Regions from separate parts of the Rattus norvegicus genome. Here region 1 is linked to region 2. Evidence: chromatin contacts called from public Hi-C data. All regions are on one chromosome and are shown on one strand. Each heading gives the region's core, a stretch centred on a gene start, on an enhancer-like site or on the middle of the called end of the contact. The rest is flanking DNA. Distances are from core to core; before and after follow the strand shown. Region 1 has its middle 22 kb from the start of Ocm. Region 2 has its middle 20 kb from the start of Lmtk2.

What was found. Hi-C and Micro-C count contacts between places; a contact is called where the count stands out from the background.
Region 1: a contact with region 2 is called in a Hi-C map of frontal cortex, with 1.7 times the contacts expected there. The contact joins two enhancer-like sites. A contact is called at or near these places in 4 of 12 Hi-C or Micro-C datasets (the A7r5 cell line, Schwann cells, frontal cortex and 1 more).

The regions. Positions count from the first base shown.
Region 1 is chr12:15,675,158-15,681,245 of GRCr8, forward strand. It overlaps a transcript of Ocm not described here. Among named protein-coding and RNA genes, the nearest start is that of Ocm, 22 kb to the right of the region's middle. Within about 2 kb of position 4,539, at least 8 of the 93 cell types and tissues checked have an H3K27ac peak or open chromatin away from gene starts, as enhancers often do.
Region 2 is chr12:15,639,039-15,645,426 of GRCr8, forward strand. No RefSeq gene overlaps it. Among named protein-coding and RNA genes, the nearest start is that of Lmtk2, 20 kb to the left of the region's middle. Within about 2 kb of position 3,138, at least 7 of the 93 cell types and tissues checked have an H3K27ac peak or open chromatin away from gene starts, as enhancers often do.

The DNA.
Region 1 (6,088 bases), core at 3,289-5,788, 38 kb after region 2:
AAGAAAGGAGCCAGATCCACGGTCAACGGTCTCCAGAGCTGTGGGTGAAACTCACTCCGAGGCGGTCAGTTTTTGATTCTGCAAGAAACCAACTCCAAAACACAAGCTGAAGGGAGCTGCTGGTGGGATAAAATGCTAGTTCTGCTTGTGCACAGCTGGATGAAATCTGACAAAGAGAACAGGCACTAGCCACGCACGGTGGTACAGCACCTGGGGAGCGGAAGTAGGAGGGTCACAAGTTCAAAGCCAGCCTGGGACTAACAAAAATGTCTCAGAATTTCAAATGAGGGAGTTCTGGCGAGGTGGCTCAATGTTTAAGAATCCTTGCAGCGGACCAGAGTTCAGATCTGAGCACCCACACTAGGTCACTCACCACTCCAGGTCCAGGGATCTGATACCCTCTTCTGTACTCTGTGGGTACCTGCGCTTACACACATACATACCCACATCTGGACACACACACATACACATAATTAAATAAAATAAAACTAAATAAAACATTAAAATAGGGTGCATGTTGACGTTCACAGGCAATGGATTTGAAGTGTTCTTTTTTAGGGCTCACCAGGCCAAATTCTGTGAGTTCCTTTGGAAACACAAACCCATAATAAACACACGGGAGCTTTGAAAAAAACAAAGAGTTGCTCAAAAAATTCTTCCCGGGCAGCCGCTCTGGAAGCAGAACTCGGAATTTGTCAACGTCCTAGGCGTGAAGCAGCAGGGACCTGGTGGGACGGGACCACTGTTCATTATCTCGGGGGAAAACTGGCTCCCAGATTCACACCTGGGCATCCCTAGCCAACTGAGCCTCCAACAGAAGCTAAGTTTGGCTGCTGGTCCAGCCATGCAAGCTGACCTGGTTTCCATGGTTACAATCAGGCAGAGGAGGGACCAAATTGAATCCCCCCCACTCCCCACTGGGGAGCTGGTCCCAACTTCATGCCACCTGCCTGGTCTCATCTTCCAACTAACTGTCGCTCATCCTGCTTTCCCCCATCCCCCGAAGGCTTCAGTTTCCCTGTCTTTAAAATGTGACGACTGGGGAGGAGTGGGTTGAACGCTATAAATAGGCTTCCAGCTCTGATTATTATTATCATGATTATGAAATCGCTCCAATGTAAAACTATGAGGGCATGATAAACACGCAACCCTGCAATGACTATATTTGAATATTTCCTCAGAAATTCCCTTTGCAGAGGCAGGGTAGTGGCTCAGTTGGTCACGGGCTCGCCACGGAAGCATGAAGAGCTATGTTCAGAGCCCCAGCATCCCCAAGCCTGGCATCCGGCTGGAACTCTGACGCGGGGTTAAGAGGGCGAGACAGACATATATGCAATCAAAACACTTGTATTCATACAAAGAAATGATTAAAGAACGTGAACATGGCGGGGGACAAGATCCGGTGAGAGCCTGAGAGACTAACGGTAGCCTGGGGTGCAGAGCAAGCTCAGGTTCAATGTGGATAACTTATGGAGACCCCGTCTCAAAATTAAAAGTGAGCAAAGGGCCTGGGGACATAGCTGAGTGGTAAAGCACCAGCCTGGGATCTCCCCGGAGGTTGGGGGTGTGGCTCAATATTAGGAATCCCACCCCGCTTACGGGACTGAAGGTATTGTTCAGGTAGAGTACTGGTGTAGCATGTACAAAACCATAGGTTCAATCCTCAGTAATACACACATGCACGCACACGCGCGCGCGCACACACGCACACACACACACACACACGAGACTGAATATGTTCAACAACAGAACTTTTTGTCTCACAATCCTGGAATCCAGGGAAAGTGTGGCAAGGCATTGACAGTGCTGGTTTCTCCTTGGCTTACGGACAGACCACCCCATTGTCACTTGGTCCTTGCGTGGCCTTCCCTCTGGCCGCACACACTGAGTGTCCTGGTTTCCTTGCTTTCTTTTGGAATTTCTAAAACCTTATTTGATCATTTTATGTATACAGGTGTTTTACATGTATCCATCACATGTGTGTGTGGTAATCATGGGATGCAGAAGACAGTCTCCGACCCCCTGGAACTGGAGTTGTAGATGTTGGGAGCTGCCCTGTGGGTGCTGGGGATCAGGAGTGCTGAGCCCTAGAGCAGCCAAAGCTCTAAACTGAACCACCATGCAACTCTTCAGCTCCCTAGTGTCTCTTCTTAGGAGGACACCCATCAAATTGCTTATTTGTGTGTGTGTGTGTGTGTATGTGTGTGGTCTGTGTGTCTGTGTGTGTCTCTGTGTCTCTGTATGTGTCTGTGTGTATCCCTGTCTCTGTGTGTGTGTGCCTCTGTGTGTCTGTGTGTGTGTGCCTCTGTATGTGTCTGTGTGTCTGTGTCTGTGTGTATCCCTGTCTCTGTGTGTGTGTGTGCCTCTGTGTGTCTGTGTGTGTGTGCCTCTGTATGTGTCTGTGTGTCTGTGTCTGTGTGTATCCCTGTCTCTGTGTGTGTGTGCCTCTGTGTGTCTGTGTGTGTGTGCCTCTGTATGTGTCTGTGTGTCTGTGTCTGTGTGTATCCCTGTCTCTGTGTGTGTGTGCCTCTGTGTGTCTGTGTGTGTGTGCCTCTGTGTGTGTCTGTGTGTCTCTGTGTCTGTGTGTCTCTATGTGTATGTCTAGGTGTGTATGTCTATATGTCTCTGTGAGTGTGTCTGCGTGTGTGTGTGTGCCTCTGTGTCTGTGTGTATCTGTCTGTGTGTGTGTCTGTGTCTCTGTGTGGGTCTGTGTGTCTCTCTGTGTGTGTCTATGTGTGTATGTCTGTGTGTGTGTCTCTGTGAGTGTGTCTGTGGATATGTCTGTGTGTGTATGTGTGTGTATCTGTGTGGATATATGTGTGTATCTCTGTGTGTGTGCCTGTGTGTGTGTCTGTGTCTCTGTGTGTGTCTGTGTGTGTGTCTGTGCCTGTGTGTGTGTGTGTATGTGTGAGTCTCTGTATGTGTGTGTGTCTGTGTGTGTGAATGTGAGTGTGTGTGTGTATATATGAGTGCCTTGGTGCATGTGTGGAGGTCAGAGGAGAAACTGCAGGAGTTCATTTTTTCTTCACCACATGGGCTCTGAGGCGTGAATGCAGACACCAGGTGTGGTGGCAAACACCTTCGCCCACGGAGTCATCTTGTTGGCTCTTCAACCTTATTTTAACTTCATGGTCCTTTTAAAGGCCCTATCTCCAAATATAGCCACATTCTCAGGTTCTGGACAATGCAGCTCCAACACGGAGAGGGCACCATGACATCCTTTGTTTAGCAGCAGTGTTGTTTTTTTGTTTTGTTTTGGTTTGTTTTTTTCTGGAGCTGGGGACCAAACCCAGGGCCTTGCGTTTGCTCGGCAAGCGCTCTACCACTGAGCCAAATCCCCAACCCCTTAGCAGCAGTGTTAACACAATACCACAAACCAAGTAGCTTTAAAAACCAGACATGGACTAGGGATGTAGCATCCAGTTGATAGAGCATGTGCCTAGCCTGCATGGCGCCCTAAGGTCCATCATGGCTACATATAAACCAGGCATGGTGGTGTACACCTGTAATCCTAACACATTAGAGATAGAAACAGGAGGATCAGGCATCCCAGGTCACTTTTGGCTACAGAGTGAGTTGGAGGCCAGCCTAAGATACCTTAGACTTTGTATTAATTGTTTAACAGACGTGGATTGCCATTGCAATTCTGGAGCCTTACAGTCATGAGGATCTGAATTCCATCACTGGACCCCACATTGGACAAAACAAAACAGCCGGGTAAGGTACAGCATGCTTTTAATCCCAGTGCTGGGGAGGCAGAGACAGGAGGATCTAGACTATTCAATGAGTACCAGGCCATCAAGAAAGGGGGAGGAGCTGAAGAGATGACTCAGCCGTGACCAGGACTTCCTGCTCTTGCAGAAGACCTGGGTTCAGTTTCCAGCATCCATTTGGGACAGCTCCGGGGGGGACCTGATGCCCTCTGCTGGCCTCTATGAGTACCTGCACGCACATGGTGCACATATACTCAGTCCCTGCCCCTACAAAGGAAAAAACCAAACGGCAGAAGGTACCTGAAGTCATCCTCTAACTTACATACGCACGCGCGCGCGCGCACTACTTGCCTGGAAATCAGAGGTTGTACTTCACACTGGGGAGTGCATGTTGGCCTGGACTCATCCTAAAAGCCCAGCACTCTGAGCTCAATCTGTGCCCGTAGCTACAGATAAAGTGAAAGTGTTTCCAGTGACAACCCACCAACCCAGAGCACAAGGCTCCCTTCTCCCTCAACACAGTTCCTTCTCAGTTTGTGATCATGATGCCACCACAGCAAAGAATCAAAGAATAAGACAGACAGACAGACAGACAGACAGACGGACGGACGGACGGACGGACGGAGGGAGGGAGGGAGGGACAGAGAAATACGAGGGGGGGGGAGACAAAGAAAGAAAGATCCCTGCCGATCTGGTTTTGGTGTCCCTCCCGGCCTCTGTTTATCTGAAGGTGTATTTTTACCCAGTTCTAGGCAGAGACCATCGTGGGTTGAGCTTGCTTTACTTACAATTATGTCATGGACATATATACCCCTGCAGCCTCCGTAGCTGTTATTTTTAAGAGCTGGGTACCATTCCATCTGGGTGATCTGCCGTAACGTACTTTGCCAGTCTTCTACTTTGTGTGGCCTCTTCTCTTCCCTTTCCGGTTCTTCCTTCCTTTGCTTTAAAAAAATGTAAAATTTATTATTTCTCTCTCTCTCTCTCTCTCTCTCTCTCTCTCTCTCTCTCTCTGTGTGTGTGTGTGTGTGTGTGTGTGTGTGTGTGTGTGTGCGTGTGTGTGGTAGAGGACAGTTTTGTAGAAGAGGTTCTCTCCTGTATGTGGGTTCTAGAGATTGACCTCGGGTCATCAGGCTTGTGTGCCAAACACCTGCACCTGCTGAGCCATCTCACTAGGCATCTGGCCTTTCTTCACTGGGGATTCAAGGCAGGGGCTCTACCACTGAGCCACGCCCCCAGCCCCTCACTGGGGGATTCAAGGCAGGGGCTCTACCACTGAGCCACGCCCCCAGCCCCTCACTGGGGGATTCTAGGCAGGGGCTCTACCACTGAGCCACGCCCCCAGCCCCTCACTGGGGGATTCTAGGCAGGGGCTCTACCACTGAGCCACGCCCTCAGCCCCTCACTGGGGGATTCTAGGCAGGGGCTCTACCACTGAGCCACGCCCCAGCCCCTCACTGGGGGATTCTAGGCAGGTGCTCTACCACTGAGCCGCACCCCAGCCCCTCACTGGGGATTCAAGGCAGGGGCTCTACCACTGAGCCACGCCCCCAGCCCCTCACTGGGGGATTCTAGGCAGGGGCTCTGCCACTGAGCCACGCCCCCAGCCCCTCACTGGGGGATTCAAGGCAGGGGCTCTACCACTGAGCCACACCCCCAGCCCCTCACTGGGGGATTCTAGGCAGGGGCTCTACCACTGAGCCACGCCCCAGCCCCTCACTGGGGGATTCTAGGCAGGGGCTCTACCACTGAGCCACGCCCTCAGCCCCTCACTGGGGGATTCTAGGCAGGTGCTCTACCACTGAGCCGCACCCCAGCCCCTCACTGGGGATTCAAGGCAGGGGCTCTACCACTGAGCCACGCCCCCAGCCCCTCACTGGGGGATTCTAGGCAGGGGCTCTGCCACTGAGCCACGCCCCCAGCCCCTCACTGGGGGATTCAAGGCAGGGGCTCTACCACTGAGCCACGCCCCCAGCCCCTCACTGGGGGATTCTAGGCAGGGGCTCTACCACTGAGCCACGCCCCAGCCCCTCACTGGGGGATTCTAGGCAGGGGCTCTGCCACTGAGCCACGCCCCCAGCCCCTCACTGGGGGATTCTAGGCAGGGGCTCTACCACTGAGCCACGCCCCCAGCCCCTCACTGGGGGATTCTAGGCAGGGGCTCTGCCACTGAGCCACGCCCCCAGCCCCTCACTGGGGGATTCTAGGCAGGGGCTCTACCACTGAGCCACGCCCCCAGCCCCTCACTGGGGGATTCTAGGCAGGGGCTCTACCACGGAGTTGTACCCCAGCTTAATGAGGGATAGGAGAGAGGAAACACCATCAGTACATTTCTCGTGAATAAAATTCTCAACAAAATTAAACAAGTTTCAACT
Region 2 (6,388 bases), core at 1,888-4,387:
TGCGTGTGCACGTGTGTGTGTCTGTGTGCCTGTGTGTCTGTGTGCCCATGCATGCGTGCCCTGTAGACCCTGTTTGCATCTCACCCTTCACCTTGTTGAGGAAGGGTCTTTCTTATAGTTTCTGCAGCTCTGTATACTACAGATTAGGGTATTCATGTCTTCTAGATGATCCTGTCTCTACCTAGCATCTCTCCATAGGATTGCTATGAGCCATCTCCAAAATCTGTGGTGGTTTCAATGACAGTGGCCCAACAGGCTCGCATATTTGTTTCCAATTGAGAACCATTTGGGAAGGATTAGGGGGTGTGGCCTTGTTTGAGCAGGTGTGTTGCTGAGCATGACTTTGAAGTTTCAACAGCACGGGGCAGGCAATGATTCTCTCTCTGCCTGCTGCCTACAGGATGAAAAGCTCTTTGCTATGTCTCCAACACCACGCCTGCCTGTGCATTGCCATGCACCGCATCATACTTATAATAGACTAACCCTCTGAAACCATAAGCAAGTGCCCAGTTAAGTGCTTTCTTTTACAATAGTTGCTTTGGTCACAGCATCTCTTCGCAGCAACGGAACACCAATTTCCTCAACCCTCAAAACAAGATCTTGAAATATAGACTAGACTGGTCTCACACTCAAAGCAATCCTTCTGCCTCAGCCTCCCTAATGCTGGGATTACAGACATGAGACACCACACCTTGTTAACCTCAGTCCTACCAAGGCTGAGTAGTATTCCATTAGATACGCAGGCATGTTTCATAGATATGCAGGCATGTTTCATTCATCTATCCATTCATCATCTATCCATGGGCCTGGCCTTTATAGCATTTCTGCCTTTTAGCTCTTGTGTAGTATTCTTTTGGAAGCACCCATGTGCAAAATGTCACAACAATAGAATCCAAATCAGAACCATGTATCTGTAGGTAAATGCGTGCATGTGAAAGTGCATGATCATGTAGCTGCACATGTATGTGTGGTGCATGTCCATGTGGTTGTGTGTAGTGACCAGAGCTTAGCCTTGGGTATTGTCCCTTGAGAGCTGTTCACCTTGGTTTTTTATTTTTATTCATTTATTTATTTTTTTTGTTTTCATTTGTTTGTTTGTTTGAGACAGTTTTACTGTTAGTTAGGGCTGGCCTTGAAGTCATATTATAGCCTGAGCTGGCTTTAACTCACACAATTATTTTTGTCCCAGCCTCCCATGTGCTGGAATTACAGGCATGTGTCATCACACCCAGTCTTAAAAACGTGTCTGAAACAACTTCAATGGTTTCCTTTTCTTCCTTTTGCTCTTCCTCCCTCTCTTCTTCCTCTTCCTCCTTCTCCTCCTATTCTTCTCTTTTGGACAGTGCTGGGAACTGAACCTAGGGCTTCGCAGAGGCTTGGCAAATGCCCTGTCACTGACTTATAGTTCTGGACGTTACCTTGTTTTTGAGATAGTGCCTCTCAGTAGCCTGGCACTCTCAAAATTGGCTAAACAGGCTGACAAGTGAGTACCAGGAATCCCTATGTCTAAACCTTCCAGGTAGTGACAGGTGTGCACCACCACACCCAGCTTTTTTGACATGAGTTCTAGGAATCAAACTCAGTTCCTAGCACTTGTAAGGCAGGCACTTTCCCAACAGAGCTCTCTCTCCATCTCCAAACACACATTTTGGGAAACTCCCAATTACTGCTAATGAAATCTGCTCTAGGAGGTACCTCTAGAAAGATGACTCACTGGGTAAAGATGCTTGCAATCAAGCCCAACAATCTGAGTTCAATCCCTAGGACTCACATGGTAGGAGAGAATCAATTTCTAAAAGTCATCCTCTGACCTACACACACACACACACACACACACACACACACACACACACACTCAATCAATCAATCAATCAAACAATAATGCAATATTAAGGAAACAGCAATATCAAACCCTGGTCAGTCAGTCTGAGTCAGTCCTCAGAAACCAGTGACTCCAAAGTCCTCACTGGCTGTTTTCCATTGCCTTGTTTTGTGACAGTGTCTCACTTACATCACCCAGGCTGGCCTAGAACTCGCCATGTAGTTCAGGCTGGCCTTAAACTTGCCATCTTCCTGTCTCAGACTTACAGAAGCTACGTATCATTGCATCTTGCTAAAACCCTAACTTTACCGATGAGGAAACTGTTGAATCCACACTCTGTTATGAGAAAGCCAGTTCTTTTGACCTGGCCATGAAAATTGGGTAAAGATACTTAACTTATCCTCTCAGTGATAATATAGATAGATAGATAGATAGATAGATAGATAGATAGATAGATAGACAGACAGACAGACATGGACATAGACATAGACATAGACATAGATATAGGTATAGATATAAAGATAATAAAATAAAACAAATTTAGGGGGAGAGTTATAGGAAACATTTTCTGCTGGGTCAGGGAGCATTTGCTGCATGCTAGAGTGGATTGGAGGCACTACACAGATACATTAAATCCAAAGGGGTAACAATATAAAGCATACAGAGTGTAGCTGGTTACATCATAATTTCAGCCACAATCTATCAGGGATGCCCTCTATACAAAGAGAAAGCAGAAGTTCCATCCAATAAAACAGCCATCTGGGATTTTGGTTTGGAAAATTGTTAGGAAGGCTGGGGTATACATAGTAGGCAATGATCATTTCTTTCTGGCTATCCAATAACATCCTAGAAGCCTGATGATCATATTTCCCTGCACCTGTGCAGCTAAGCCTCATTTTCCTTGCCTCCTTTGCAGCTAGGGACCATTTCTCTGCCTCCCTTGCAGCTAGGGATCATTTCTCTGCCTCTCTTGCAGCTAGGGATGATCTTTCCTACCTCCCTCACAGCTTGAATCTTGCCATATGGCAAGCCGAGGCTGAGAGAAAGAAGTGAGTGCCAGGCATGTCCAGATTGAAAGAGGTTGGCTAGGACTCCATCCAAAGACTAGAGAGAAATAATTAACCAGTCTGCTATTTGCTTCAGTGGCAGTGGCTTTGTTGAAATAATTTTTATGTGCTTTGAGATCTGCTTTTTTTTTCTTTCTTTCTTTCTTTTTTTTAGTAGACTCTGAGCCAGATTCTCTAGCCCTTTTAGAGATTGGTATTAACCAGTACTCTTTAACACATTCTTTTTTTCTTCTCAAACCAGCTAAAAATAGTTTTGTGGTTAACAACCAAGAATTTAGACTGATTCACCAGACAACTTGATGTCGGTTAGTCTTAAGTTCAACTGTGAAGATTCGGAACACCCTCCACCCCCATCCCTGCCAAATAAGAGACTGTCTTAAATAAGAAAGTTTATCTTTTTCTCACTTAAAAGCCTCAATGAGCAGCTTTGGGTAGGCTGGCAGCACAAAGGTGTCCTGAATTTTTCTGGATGCTTGTTCTTCCATCCCTCAGGTGTGGCACTATCCCTGTGGTCCAAGATGACAACTCAAACTCCAGCTATCATGTTACCCTTCAAGGGTCATCTTGCTTTGTTTTGTTATAAATGTATCAGGCTGTGGTGTCATACACTTAAAATTCTAGCACTTGAGAAGCTAAGGTAGGAAGATTGAAAGTGTGAGTCTAACACATAGTGAAATGGTAAAAATTATCATCTTTTTTGAGACAAGGATTCACTCTAGTTCAGACAGACATAAAATTTGTAGCAATATTCCTGCTTCAGCTGGAATTACAGATGCTTGGCTGGGCCTTGAAGACCGTTCTGTTTCAATCTCCTGAGTGCTGGGATTTACAAGCCTGTGCCATTGTGTGCAGCTGGCAGTTGTCTTTCTGTATGTGTGCTGCTGCGCGTATGTGTGCACGTGCCTATGCTTGTGCGTGTGAAAACCAAAGGTCAAAGTTAGGTGTCTTCCACAATTGCCCTCTACCTTAGTTTTACTTTAGAAATTTATCTCACGAAGCTGGAGAGATGACTCAACAGTCGGCTAAGAACACTGGCCCATCTTCCAGAGAACCCAAGTTCAATACCCAGCATCCACGTGGTGGCTTACAGCCATCTGTAACTCCAGGCCTAAAGGATCCAATGCTCAGGGGACGGGGTCCCTGGGAGCACTGCACACATGTGGTCTGCAGAGATATGTGCAGGCAAAACACCCACTCACATAAAATAATAAGATATCATTTAAAATGTGGTTTATTTCTATTATTACTTTAATTATGTAGATATGTGTATATCTATTCGTGGGTATGTGTAGATGAGTGGAAGCGTCTTAGAAGATCAGAAGAGGACATCAGATCCCCTGGAGGTAGTTGTGAGCCACCCAATGTGGGGGCTGGGCTTTGAAGTCAGATCCTCTGGAAGAATAAGTACTTGTAGCCCGTGGGCCATCTTTCACATGTATAACATTCAGCTATTAGGTGGGTGCTGAAAATTCAAATTTAGGCCTTCATACCTGCGGGACAAGTACTTTACCCACTGAGTCATCTCTCCAGTCTATCTTTGTGGTTTGTTTGTTTGTTTGTTTGTTTGGTTGGTTGGTTAGTTATTGGGTCTCACTATATAGCTGTGGCTGCCCTGAAAGTCACTCTGTAGACCAAACTGGCCTCTCATCCACCTGCCTCTACCTCCTGAATACTGGGATTCAAAAGTGTTTGCCACCATACTGGACATTTCACAGCCTTAATGTTCCTTAATGTTCTTTGAAGGAACATTCTTGAATGCTTAAAGCTTAGCTTCTGGCTGGAGAGATGGCTCAGCGGTTATGAGCACTGACTGTTCTTCCAGAGGTCCCGAGTTTAATTCCCAGCAACCACATGGTGGCTCACAACCATTTGGAATGGGATCCAATGCCCTCTTCTGGTGTGTCTGAAGACAGCTACAGTGTACTCATATGCATAAAATAAATAAATAAATAAATCTTTTAAAAAAACTTAATTTCATAACTTTGTGAATTCTGTTGGAAACCTTTGAGATGGATAGTTTGAAAAGGTGACTTTGATGCCATGTATGTTAGACCTCAGTTTCTCAATCTATATTGTACTTGGTGTAATCCTGGTAGTTGGAAGGTAAAAGCATGAAGATCAGTAGTTATAGGACAGCTTTGGTTACAAGAAGAAGAAGAAGAAGAAGAAGAAGAAGAAGAAGAAGAAGAAGAAGAAGAAGAAGAAGAAGAAGAAGAAGAAGAAGAAGAGGAGGAGGAGGAGGAGGAGGAGGAGGACAACTGGGGTTACATCAGACTCAGTCTCAAAAAAAATTTAAGGGGCTGGGGATTTAGCTCAGTGGTAGAGCGCTTACCTAGGAAGCGCAAGGCCCTGGGTTCGGTCCCCAGCTCCGAAAAAAAGAACCAAAAAAAAAATTTAAAAAACCAAACCAAAACAAAAATCTCACTGCCAAGAATGTATGTGCATAAGACACCTATTGCAAGGGTGGCTGGGAACTGTAGTCTTTATATGAAGGCCAGCTGTGTGGCTAGCTATGAATTCAGGGTTTTGTTCACTAGGAAATAAAGTAAGGGCAGCAATGAAGGATAAGTAGCCTTCTCTGTCAAAGAAGATGAAGCCAAAGCAAGGCTGAATAGTCTCAGATATTTGCAACTTAATATCTTGTTTTTCAGGTCTACTGGGCCAGCCATAGACACAGCATGGGTTGCTTCATTTTCATGAATGGAAATCTTCCTAGTATTTGATTATCATGCCCCACTGTGCTGATGAATAATTATCAAGTCGACAGGATCTGGAATCGCCATGGGAACAAGCCCCTGGGCGTGTCAGTTCTAGATAGAACTGATTGAGATAGGAAACCCCACTCTGAATGTGGATAGGGCCATCCAATCTGCTGGGGTTCAGTCCTGAATGAAAAGGAGAAAGTGCTTTATGCTCCGGATACAAGCCTTATAAAAATGGCCCTCACATGCTCTTATATTTGAAAGGTTAGTCTCCAGTAAGTGGCACTATTTGAAATGATTAGAAGGATTAGGGAGGGGTTGGGGGTTTAGCTCAGTGGTAGAGCGCTTGCCTAGCAAGCACAAGGCCCTGGGTTCGGTCCCCAGCTCCGAAAAAAAAGAAAAAAGAAAAAAAAAAAAGAAGGATTAGGGAGTGGGACCACATTCGAGGAAGTGTGTCATATAACAGTTGCCTTGGCCATGGTGTCTCTTCAAGACAGGGTTTCCCTGTGTAGCCCCCATTGTCCTGGAACTTGCTTTGTGGAGCAGGTTGGCCTTGAACTTAGATATCTGCCTGCCTCTCGAGTGCTGAGATTAATAACGGTGTGTGCTACCATCCATGCCCAGCCAAATCCTTTGTTTTTTTCAATTGCCCTTCTTGGGTATTTTGTCACAGCAATGAATAAATTGACTAATAGACTCATTTAACTCAGAGCAAAGATTTTGACATTCTAGACCCTGGTTGGAATACAGAGCCCCAGACGTTTAAAAAGTCAAGCTGAAGACATTACTAATGAAGT